Linked DNA regions of Sus scrofa: region 1 is linked to region 2. A link is a contact called in public Hi-C data. All regions are on one chromosome and are shown on one strand. Each heading gives the region's core, a stretch centred on a gene start, on an enhancer-like site or on the middle of the called end of the contact. The rest is flanking DNA. Distances are from core to core; before and after follow the strand shown. Region 1 overlaps LTN1 (E3 ubiquitin-protein ligase listerin). Region 2 has its middle 110 kb from the start of N6AMT1.

Region 1 (5,177 bases), core at 778-3,277, 170 kb after region 2:
TGACTAGTATCCAAGAGGATGCAGGTTCACTCCCTGGCCTCACTCAATGGGTTAAGGATCCAGCATTGCCGTGAGCCGTGGTGTATAGGTCATAGACACAGCTCGGTGCCACACTGCTGTGACTGCGGTGCAGACTGGTAGCTACAGCATCGATTAGACCCCTAGACTGGGAACCTCCAAATGCCAGGGGTGCAGCCCTAAAAAGACAAAAAAAAAGAAATATGACAGACAAATGTAAACATGATTCTTGACTGAATCCTCAATAGAGAAGGAAAAATAACTTATAAAGGACATTACTGGGACAACCGGGAAAATTTAAATACAAAGTAGATAATATTTAAATACCAATAGATAATATTATCACACCAAAATTAAATTTGAGTGTAATAATTACATTTATGTTGAAACATGCCCTTTTTTTTAGAAGATATATGTTTAAATACTTTAAGTAAAGCATCATGATATCTGTTGTTCATCTTCTCTGTAAATATGAGTATTTTTCAAAATAAAAAGTTGGAAGGAAAATGAATTTTTTTAAAAAATGATCACATATATCAATAGGCTTTTAAAAACACATGTCGGAGTTCCGTCGTGGCGCAGTGGTTAACAAATCTGACCAGGACCATGAGGTTTCGGGTTTGGTCCCTGCCCTTGCTCAGTGGGTTAACGATCCGGCATTGCCATGAGCTGTGGTGTAGGTTGCAGACGAGGCTCGGACCCCACGTTGCTGTGGCTCTGATGTAGGCCGGCAGCTACAGCTCCGATTCAACCCCTAGCCTGGGAACTTCCATGTGCCGCAGGAGCGGCCCAAGAAATAGCAAAAAAGGACAAAAATAAATAAATAAATAAATAAATAAATAAAAACACATGTCTATTGCCCAGTAGTCCCACTCTTAGGTATCCAATACAAGATAAATGAAAATATATGTCCACACAAAAATGTATGCACCAATGTTCACAACGGCTTCCTGCACAATAGGCAAACACTAGAAACAACGTAATGTCCACGGATGAATGGATAAACAAACTGTGGTAGTCATACAACGGACTATTACTCAGACATTAGAAGAGGAATGCCATACTGATATAGGCTCCACTATGACTGAATCTTGAAAACATTACGCTACATGAAATAAACCAGACACAAAAGGCCATGTATGTGAAAGGTCCACCACTGGCAAATCCACTGAGACAGAAAATAGAAAGTGGTTGTCAGCGGATGGGAGGTCGGAGAGGAAATGGGAAGTGACTATAATGGGTAAGGGCTTTTTTTGGGTGGGGGTGTTAAAAAGTTAGTTCTAAAATTAGTGGTAATAGTTGTACAATTCTGTGACTATAGAAGCACCAAACTGTACACATTAAATAAGTAAAATTGATATGTGAAATATACCTCAGTAAAACTATAAAACAGAGAGTTTTGTTTCCAATTTAATCTGATTTACTAGTTTTTTTTTTTTTTTTTTTTTTTAAGAAAGTCAAAAAGGACTCAGATTAAGGACCAAAGATTTTTTGAAAATTCTCAGTTTGTTTTAGGATTACTCTAATTAGTATTATTTACTGGGTTACTTCGTTTATATGTTCAAGGCTCAATAAATTCTTCTGTTGTGTGGTCATGTTCCTAATTTCTGAATAAAAGATAAGAACATTCTTGAACATAAAAATCTCCATTTGCTGCAACTTTTAAAAGATCAACAATATTTTAAGAAATGAACATAAAAATTCAACAAGGAACTCCTGAAATATACCACCAGCAAATTAAAACTACCTGAAATCACAAACATAAGAGGTAGGCTTGAAAAGAAGTAAAATAATTTTTTAACATCTAGTTCAGTATTGCCTGTGATTTGACTTCCCCCTTAGATAAACAAATGCAAAAATGCATATGTTTATCTATTTATACCAAGGTATGGGTAATTAGGAACAACATAAATTATAACTTAAAGATTCTGAAAAATCGCATTGGAAATGAGCGTCATCACATTCGGTCCCACTTTAAAAACAAATCAATTAAGTCTTTTTGTATTAACCTGTCAAAGAAGCCACCTACTTAATAAACTGATTCAATCAGAGTTATCAAATCCAACTAGGAATCATGAGGTTGAGGGTTCAATCCCTGGTCTTGCTCAGTGGGCTAAGGATCTGGCATTGCCGTGAGCTGTGGCGTAGGTCACAGACCTGGCTCAGATCCCACATTGCTGTGGCTGTGGCATAGGCCAGCAGCTGTAGCTCCAATTCGACCCTAGTCTGGGAATCTCCATATGCCATGGGTGTGGCCCTAAAAAGCAAAAAAATAAATAAATAAAAATAAATAAATAAATAAACTGATTCAATCAATGTTTGAAACTTTTTAAAGTGAGGATATGTCTAAAAGAATTTTTTAAAATAGAGTAGATTTTTCCAGCTTCCTTCCTGGACGATGACGTCTTTCTTTTAAACATGAGACAACAGAGACATCTAGTGGCTGCCAAAATAATTTGAGCAAAATAATTACTATGGGGTATTTTCATTATTTAGCAGTAACAGTCTGAACTACATGTTAACATCTCATAGATCTTTTTCTAAACGCTGATCTTCAAGTAAGGTAAATTTCCAATAATGAATTAAGTGACATCTCCACAAGAGTCAGAAGCTGACCAAAGGGGTTAAACAAAAAATAGCAAGATCCAATTCTCTGGAAACTATTACTATGGGAACACAAAATTAAATCATAGAAATCTGGTTTACTACAATAAAAGGACTTGGTGGCTACATTCAGTTAGAATAAAAATAGATCCAAGCACATTAGAGAGGTTAAATTACTTTGCAAAAAGTGTGTGTGTGTGTGTGTGTGTGTAAAAAACTGGAAGGGTAAGGAAGCAGAGACAGAAATAAACTTAGGAGAATGTCTTAAATTATCCAGATACAATTAGATTAAAATGTGAGGCAGTTCTCCCTTTCTTTCCAAAAGGAGGGGAAGGAAGAGGTTTAGGACAATAACAGAAACACATACAGGACAGAACGGTCAAACACTGTCTCATATTCATTTACCTGAGACGAAGCAGCTTTGAAGAAAGTAAGTATTAATTTCCAAGTGAGGAGGTATCCCAGAACATAGCAGAAGTCTTCACTCAGAGGCTTAATAGTAACTATCTGTCCAACAGGAATACACCCCAAGACATTTTCTAGTAAGTCTTCTTGAGTACTAAGAAGAGACATCAGTGCTGCTGGTGGTGACCTAAGAATCGATGATTAAACATCACATAACTCATCCCTTAACAAAACTGACAGCATATATAATTTTGCACATTTTAGAAAAATCTTTCTCTATTTTCCAAAAACCACTTTAAATGCTCCCCCTCCCCTTCGCCTGCTTTTTGGCCGGTGGAAGTTCCTGGCCAGGGATTGAAACTGAGCCACAGCAGTGATCCAAGCTGCTGCAGTGACAACACCAGATCCTTAACCTGCTGCACCACAGGGGAACTTCCAAAAGTCCCCCGTTATAGATTCAATATGACTCCTAATTACACATTAAGGCAATTACAGAATCTGAAAGGCATTAAGCTATATAAACATATATTTTCCTATTTTAAATACATAAACATATAAAATATAAAATTGTATACTGTAAAACATGCTATAAAATAGGGACTCTGGCACTTAGCAGCACTTAAAGGAAAGAATACTTTTTTTTTTTTTTTTTTTGGTCTTTTTTGGGCCGAACCCACGGCATATGGAGGTTCCCAGGCTAGGGGTCCAATCAGAGCTATAGCCGCTGGCCTATGCCAGAGCCACAGCAACGCCAGATCTGAGCCACGTCTATGACCTACACCACAGCTCACGGTGACACTGGATCCTTAACCCACTGAGCGAGGCCAGGGATCGAACCTGAGTCTTCATGGATGCTAGTCAGGTTCGTTAACCGCTGAATCATGACAGGAACTCCAAGAATCCTTTTAGAAAATATACATCTCAATCTTCTGCTTTACAGATGAAAAAAAAATTCACACATCCAAAGAGGCTAAATGATTATTAGTCTGAAGTTCCCTGGCTGACAGTCAGGGGAATGATTAGGGTTAACAAATCCTACCAGGTCCTTTATTACCCTACAAAGGGTGAAAAGATCGTTAAGACTATGTGTCTGTTCAGTAAATTTAACATTCAAATTAATTAATGACATGAGTTAATTTTTTTTAACTGAAGAACTTACTGCATTCATTAATACTTTCAGATGAACTAATGAGATTCTCAAAAAGAGAAATATTTGCACATATCTCCCGTAAATTCTCTTCTCCATGATCTTCTAGCTTGGTTCTCTCCTTTCACCTCTGTGATCTGTGTCCCTTTATGGCTTCCTACTATCAGCCCATGAACAAAAGTCTTCTTCAAGCTTCTGCCCTAAAGTTTTTGTTTGTTAGTTTGTTTTGTCTTTTGTCTTTTTAGGGCTGCACCCACTGCATATGGAGGTCCCCAGGCTAGGGGTCTAATCGGAGCTACCGCTGCTGGCCTATGCCATAGCCACAGACACGCCAGATCCAAGCCGCGACTATGACCTACACCACAGCTCACCAGATCCTTAACTCATGCCCTAAGTCTTTACCTTCAAAATCACTATCTCATTACCAACCCTTCTCTCGATCCCATACCAAGAGTCACTAGAGTCTATAAAGAACAGCTCTCCACTTTCCACACTAACCTCCATGCACTGTTCATTATAACTTCTGGAATGGTCTCCACCTCAGCTTGCTTCTTTGAACAGCTTATGATTTATACTATGCCAGAATCAGCTGGTGGTATCCCATCTTCTACCAAACAGTAACTCCTAGAAAATGCCATTTTTTGGAGTTCCTCCTGTGGTGCAATGGCATCCGAGGCCTCTCTTGAGCACAGGGACCACAGGTTTGACCCCCGACCCAGAACAGTGGGTTAAGCGTGCAGTGTTGCCACAGCTTCGGTGTAGATCGCAACTGCAGCTTGGGTCTGAGCCCTGGCCTGGGAAGTCCACATGCCACAGGGCAGTCAAAAAAAAAAAAAAAAAAAAAAAAAAAAACCCAAAAAATGTCATTTTTAAGGTCCTTCATTATCCTTCCAGCTTTATTTTCCATTCTACCCTCCCTGCCTACTCCACACATACTCGTTCATTAATTTTTCATCAACAAACGGTGGAGTTCCAGTCGTGGCGCAGCGGAAATGAATCCAAC
Region 2 (5,693 bases), core at 1,997-4,496:
TTGTAGAACAGAAACAGACTCACAGACTTTAAAATCAAACTTGTGGTTACCAAAGGGGACGGGTAGGGGCACGGATGGACTGGGGGGTTGGGATTGGCATATGTACACTGAGGCATATGGAATGATTGGCCAATGGGGACCTGCTGTATAGCACAGAGAACTCTACCCAATATGCTGTGATAATCTATGTGAGAAAAGAATCTGAAAAAGAATGAATGTGTGTATATTTCTAACTGAATCACTTTGTTGTACAATAGAGATTGTCACAACATTGTAAATCAACTATACTTCAATAAAACTTTAAAAAATAAAAAAGTTTCAAAAAAAGATTTCAACAGAAAATTTTGAAGCCAATTTTTAATGTCTATGTTCTGTTTAGAACCACCATGAGCAAAAATTTTGTTTAAAAAAAAACAAAAACTGGGAGTTCCTGTCGTGGCGCAGTGGTTAACGAATCCGACTAGGAACCATGAGGTTGCGGGTTCGGTCCCTGGCCTTGCTCAGTGGGTTAACCATCCGGCGTTGCCGTGAGCTGTGGTGTAGGTTGCAGACGCGGCTCGGATCCTGCGTGGCTGTGGCTCTGGCGTAGGCCGGGGGCTGCAGCTCTGATTCGACCCCTAGCCTGGGAACCTCCATATGCCGCGGGAGCGGCCCAAGAAATAGCAAAAAAGACCAAATAAATAAATAAATAAATAAATAAATAAATTTACTGGATCTTAAGTGAGAACCAAAGCTGAAAAAAAAAAAAAAAAAAAAACTTTAGTTCGCAGATAGGGTATAGGAAAGTAATAAATAGGACAGAATATAAAACCCTTTAAATCTAAAAACAGTTGGATTCATCTGACATCTTGTTTGTAAAATGAGTCCCGCTCAATTTTTTCTAACCTCTAAAATTAGATTGTTGAATGAAACTTTCCACAGAAAAGAAACTCATGGGGAGTTCCTTTCGTGGTGCAGCAGAAGCAAATCCGACTAGAATCCATGAGGCTGCATGTTCCATCCCCGACCTCACTCAGGGGTGGGGAAACTGGCATTGCTGTGATGTGTAGGTTGCAGATGAAACTTGTGTCCCACAGTTGCTATGGCTATGCAGTAGGCTGGCAGCTGCAGCTCCAATTTGACCACGAGTCTGGAAACTTCCATATGCCTCGGGTGCAGCAGCCCTAAAAAGCAAAAAAAAAAAAAAAAAAAAGAAAGAAAAGAAACTCACAGCCTTGAAGAACAGAGCTGTGGTTGCCAAGGAGGAGGAGAAGGGAGTGGAATGAACTAGGAGTTTGGGCTTAATATGTGCAAACTACTGCATTTGGAGTGGATAAGCAATGAGATCCTGCTGTATAACACAGGGAACTATTATCTAGTCACTTGTGATGGAAGGATATATGTATATGTATGGCTGGGTCACTTTGCTGTACAGTAGAAATTGACAGAACACTATAAATCAACTATAATGGAAAAAATTAAAATCTTTAAAAATTTTTAAAAATAAAATAAAATTAGATTGTTGCATTTAAGTGCTGAAACCAATTTTTAATCTACATTTTCTCAGCTCCTATTTGCTGGTAAATAGGCTAGGCCCAGAAGTCTATTCTTACAGGGCTGAAAGAAATATAATTTGAAATACCTGAGAGTACTATCACCAGTCTGGTTATCTGGGTTAACTTGACAACCAGGAATGAATCCCCTGTGTCTGTGACAATTAAAAAGACCAAAAAACAGCTGCTTTTTCAGTAAATAAACACCACCACCACCTTACATTCTCTAGCGCTTTCTACTTTTCACCTTCCTCTTAGATTTATTGTCTTCAACATAACTCAGAGCTGGCCTCATGGCTTTCCTCTCTCTCCTCTTCCCATCGGAGGAAGAAATGTGATGCAGTGACTTGCCTGTGGACACACGGCTGCTTAAGGACCAAGTGGAATGGAATCTTATTGTCCCCACAGCTACTCCAGGATACTGTGTGTGCTGACTCTCTATCCCAGCCAGGGAGCCTCTGTCCTTAGATGGAATAGATGCACTCAGGATCATGGAAGCATGCATGTCTAATTGCAACACTTTCTTTTTTTGATAGAAGAAAATATGTAGCTATATTGCAAGAATAACAATTTTCTAGACATGTTCGCAGACAGGACCATCCCTCTGTCACAGCACACTGAGCCAGGAGAGGCCAGGACGTCTGGGGCCGGTGTTGCCAGACATCTCTGTAAGGGATCCCAAACTTCACTGCTGTGGTTGGCCTCTGAATGGTCATCACCACAGCCTCACTTCCACAGAATAACTTCAGAACTTAACAGTAATGATTCTTCAGGCTTAAGAGGTAAAAAGTGCCAGGAGAGGGCTCATATGTTTCCAGAATTGCTAGTGTCCTGAATCATAAAAGTGTGTGCATGGAGTTCCCTGGTGGCCTAGCCCCTTAAGGATTCAGAGTTGTCACTGCTGTGGCTCAGGTTCGACCCCTGGCCCAGGAACTTCCTCATGCTATGGGCATAGGCAAAAAAAAAAAAAATTGTGTGTTTTTCGACATGTGGCCAGAATAGACTGTCTGGCCTCTCCCAGGGTCCTCCTCGTCCCACGGGGCCCTGATGAGAGCAGAAGGGTTAACATTCTCAGCAGCACCAGAGAAAGGGTACAATGGGTGTCATCCTGGACCCTAACAGGGAAACAGTGTCCCGTAATGTGTAAATTCCATGGTACCTTTTAAGGCAGGTGATCTGAATTCTCAGCAGTACTTCCTCCCTGGAGGTAACCACTCACAATTCTCATAGAGTTAACTATGGAATGTAAAAAGAAACACTTTTCATAAAACAACACTATTTTGGAAATAGAATTTATTCTTCTGAGTCTTATAAAATCCTTTCCTATAACCTACTCAACTAGTATTTTTACCTAGACAGAGATTCAGTGTGCACACACACACACACACCACACACACACGCTGTCCTGCTCTCTCTTTTCTGGGATACTTCTCCATCTAAAAAAGGCAGTGGAATCACAGAAGTTACTAAATATACTCTGATGTTTTTCTGGAGCACAAAAATAAAATAGCATTTTCTTTTTATTTTTAGATAAAAGATAGTATTTTTTTTTTCAGAAAGAAAGAATAGACCTCTTGGATTTTTATCTGGAATTTTCTAAGATCATCTAGGACATGTTTGGATGGAGTGTATTCACGTCCATTTCTACTAATCCCACACCAGAGGTTCTAAACCAGCTTGAGCTTCCACTGGCACCAACACCAGAGCAGCCCAAGGTCCCCTTCACTCAGTTGATGTGTAACCTTACGCATCCACGACCTCACAGGGCACCTGACCCTCACACGCAAATGTTATTTCCTGAAATGAAGAAATGAATGGAAATTCACTTGGCACCAGCAGCCCGTCATTCCTCCAGTAGCAAAGATCAACTGCATCTGAGGAAGTTCTGGTGAACCAATCAAAAGCGGGGGCTTTGTTTCTGAACTTGGCAGAGCCTGTCTCATGCCTTGTAAATGTCAACGTGTGTACGTGTGAGCATCTGACATTACTCTGCAGCACATACCAAAGGCCAAGAATTTGGCAGAGCTGAGCTGATTAGAATGCCTAAAAATATTCCCCTTTATCAAAATCCATTCTGATGCCTTTTAGCATGTGGACAAAATGCTAGGGCAGCAGGATCTTTAGGAAGCATAAATTCTGAGAGGCTTTCCAAACATCCAAAACGACACAGCCTCATTGTGTAAGACGTAACCCTTCAACTTAAGTTCTTGCTTGTCTATTTTTAGCCCAACAGATTTTTTTGGTTTTGGGGTTTTTTTTTTGTTTTTTTGTTTTGGGGGTTTGTTTTTTTGTTGTTTTTTTTTTGTTTGTTGTTGTTTTTGTTGTTTTTTTTTTGGTAAACCATGTAAGGCAATGCTGTCTTGTTTATAAACATTTAGAAAATGTAATCTAATTTAGTTCAACAAATAGCTATGAAGAACCCATGATAAGCAAGGCACTTTCTTGGGCTCCATGGGAAAAATCAGGACAAACAGATAATTGTCCAAACTTTGAATTTGCCTGCAAGGTAGCAAAAGCTGAGCCCTTTCCTGGGAATGAGCTGTTCTTGGGCCAGCAAACCGTGATAGATGCTTAGAAGAGTTATAAACCAAGAGCAAGGGAAGAAGATGCAAGGGAAAGACTAATTTTGCTGGAAAGGACTGACAATGGCTTCTTGGAAATGGTGGCATTTTGATCTGTATCTTTTTTTTTTTCCTTTGGAAGTTCCTAGTCCAGGATCAAACCCTTGCCTCAGTAGCAGCCTGCCCACAGCTGGGACAGCACCGTATCTTGCACCACAAGGGAACTTCCTGATCTGGGTCTTTAAGAGTAGGGAGAATTGGAGTTCCCATCGTGGCTCAGTGGTTAATGAATCCGACTAGAAACCATGAGGTTGCGGGTTCAATCCCTGGCCTTGCTCAGTGGGTTAAGGATCCAGCATTGCCATGAGCTGTGGTGTAGGTCGCAGACTCAGCTCAGATCCAGCTCTGGAGTAGGCTGGCAGCTACAGCTCCAATTAGACCCCTAGCTTGGGAACCTCCATATGCCGCAGGAGCGGCCCTAGAAAGGCAGAGACAAAAAAAAAAAAAAAAGAGTGGGGAGAGTTACCCAGCCAGAGCTGGGGAAGTGCTCTAGGCAGAAGGAAAAACATGAGTGTGTACATATGGAAAGCACAGGGCATTAGAAAAATTAGTGTGAAATCTTCAAGTGTCTTCCTTATCACAAATGATAATGTTTTCCAAAATGAGAGGGCTCGTGGCACCAGAATCATAGCTCCCACAATCTCTCCAGTCAAGAAAATCTACTACAGCAGTTCCTGTCCTGTCACAGTGGAAACAAACATGACTAGCATCACGAGGATGCAGGTTCGATCCCTGGCTCACTAGTGGGTTAAGAATCTGGCATTGCTGTGAGCTGTGGTGTAGGCCAGTGGCTACAGCTCCTATTCGACCCCTAGCCTTAGCCTGGGAACCTCCACATGTCATGGGTGTGGCCCTAAAAAATAAAATTTAAAAAAATCAAAAAGACCAAAAAAAAATGTACTACATTGGATCGTCTCTAAACAAGAGGGACAATATCACTTCTGCAAAATGACCAATAGCACAAGAGTGATGATTTATATTGGAGGTTAACAAGGCTGAAGAACTGGCTGGCATTTGCATGTCCACACAAATGTATATATCTGTACATTTCATTCTAGGCACTTTGCTTCACAGTGATTCTTTCTTTTTCAGCAATCCAAATACTCAGGGTCCTAGATTTTAGGTATCTCACACCCAAAGGAGATTTTCCAAAAAGCTGCAACTCATGGTTTCAACCATGTTCTCACCATGGAGTTCAGGTGTGTAAATCTGAGAGGTGTAATATTGCAAGTGGTCAGAGATTTGAAAGACTTTGCTCAGGAATTACTTATGTTCTTACCTGTAAAATGATTCTACCCAGCACTTACAAGGAGAATGAATTGCCAAGCTCTGACCCTACCACACAGAAGTCACTGTGAAGGATTATGCCATAGTCAATGCACAAGCAGTTACTCAAGACCCAGTGTCTGTACACATATGAGATGATGAAATCATGTCTTGAAGATAGTTAATAAGACTTAAATAAGAAGAATGTGCTTTCTAGATCAATGACTTTTTTTCTTTTCTTTTTTTCTTTCTTTTCCCTATGCACCTGCAGCAT

Evidence for each region. Hi-C and Micro-C count contacts between places; a contact is called where the count stands out from the background.
Region 1: a contact with region 2 is called in a Hi-C map of retroperitoneal adipose tissue, with 2.5 times the contacts expected there. The contact joins two enhancer-like sites. A contact is called at or near these places in 9 of 47 Hi-C or Micro-C datasets (alveolar macrophages, embryonic fibroblasts, fetal heart ventricle and 5 more).

What each region holds. Positions count from the first base shown.
Region 1 is chr13:192,305,429-192,310,605 of Sscrofa11.1, forward strand. LTN1 (E3 ubiquitin-protein ligase listerin) reads right to left here. Exons shown (of 30, transcript XM_013982552.2): 25 at 3,028-3,214. Among named protein-coding and RNA genes, the nearest start is that of LTN1, 51 kb to the right of the region's middle. Within about 2 kb of position 2,028, at least 5 of the 83 cell types and tissues checked have an H3K27ac peak or open chromatin away from gene starts, as enhancers often do.
Region 2 is chr13:192,132,210-192,137,902 of Sscrofa11.1, forward strand. No RefSeq gene overlaps it. Among named protein-coding and RNA genes, the nearest start is that of N6AMT1, 110 kb to the right of the region's middle. Within about 2 kb of position 3,247, at least 12 of the 83 cell types and tissues checked have an H3K27ac peak or open chromatin away from gene starts, as enhancers often do.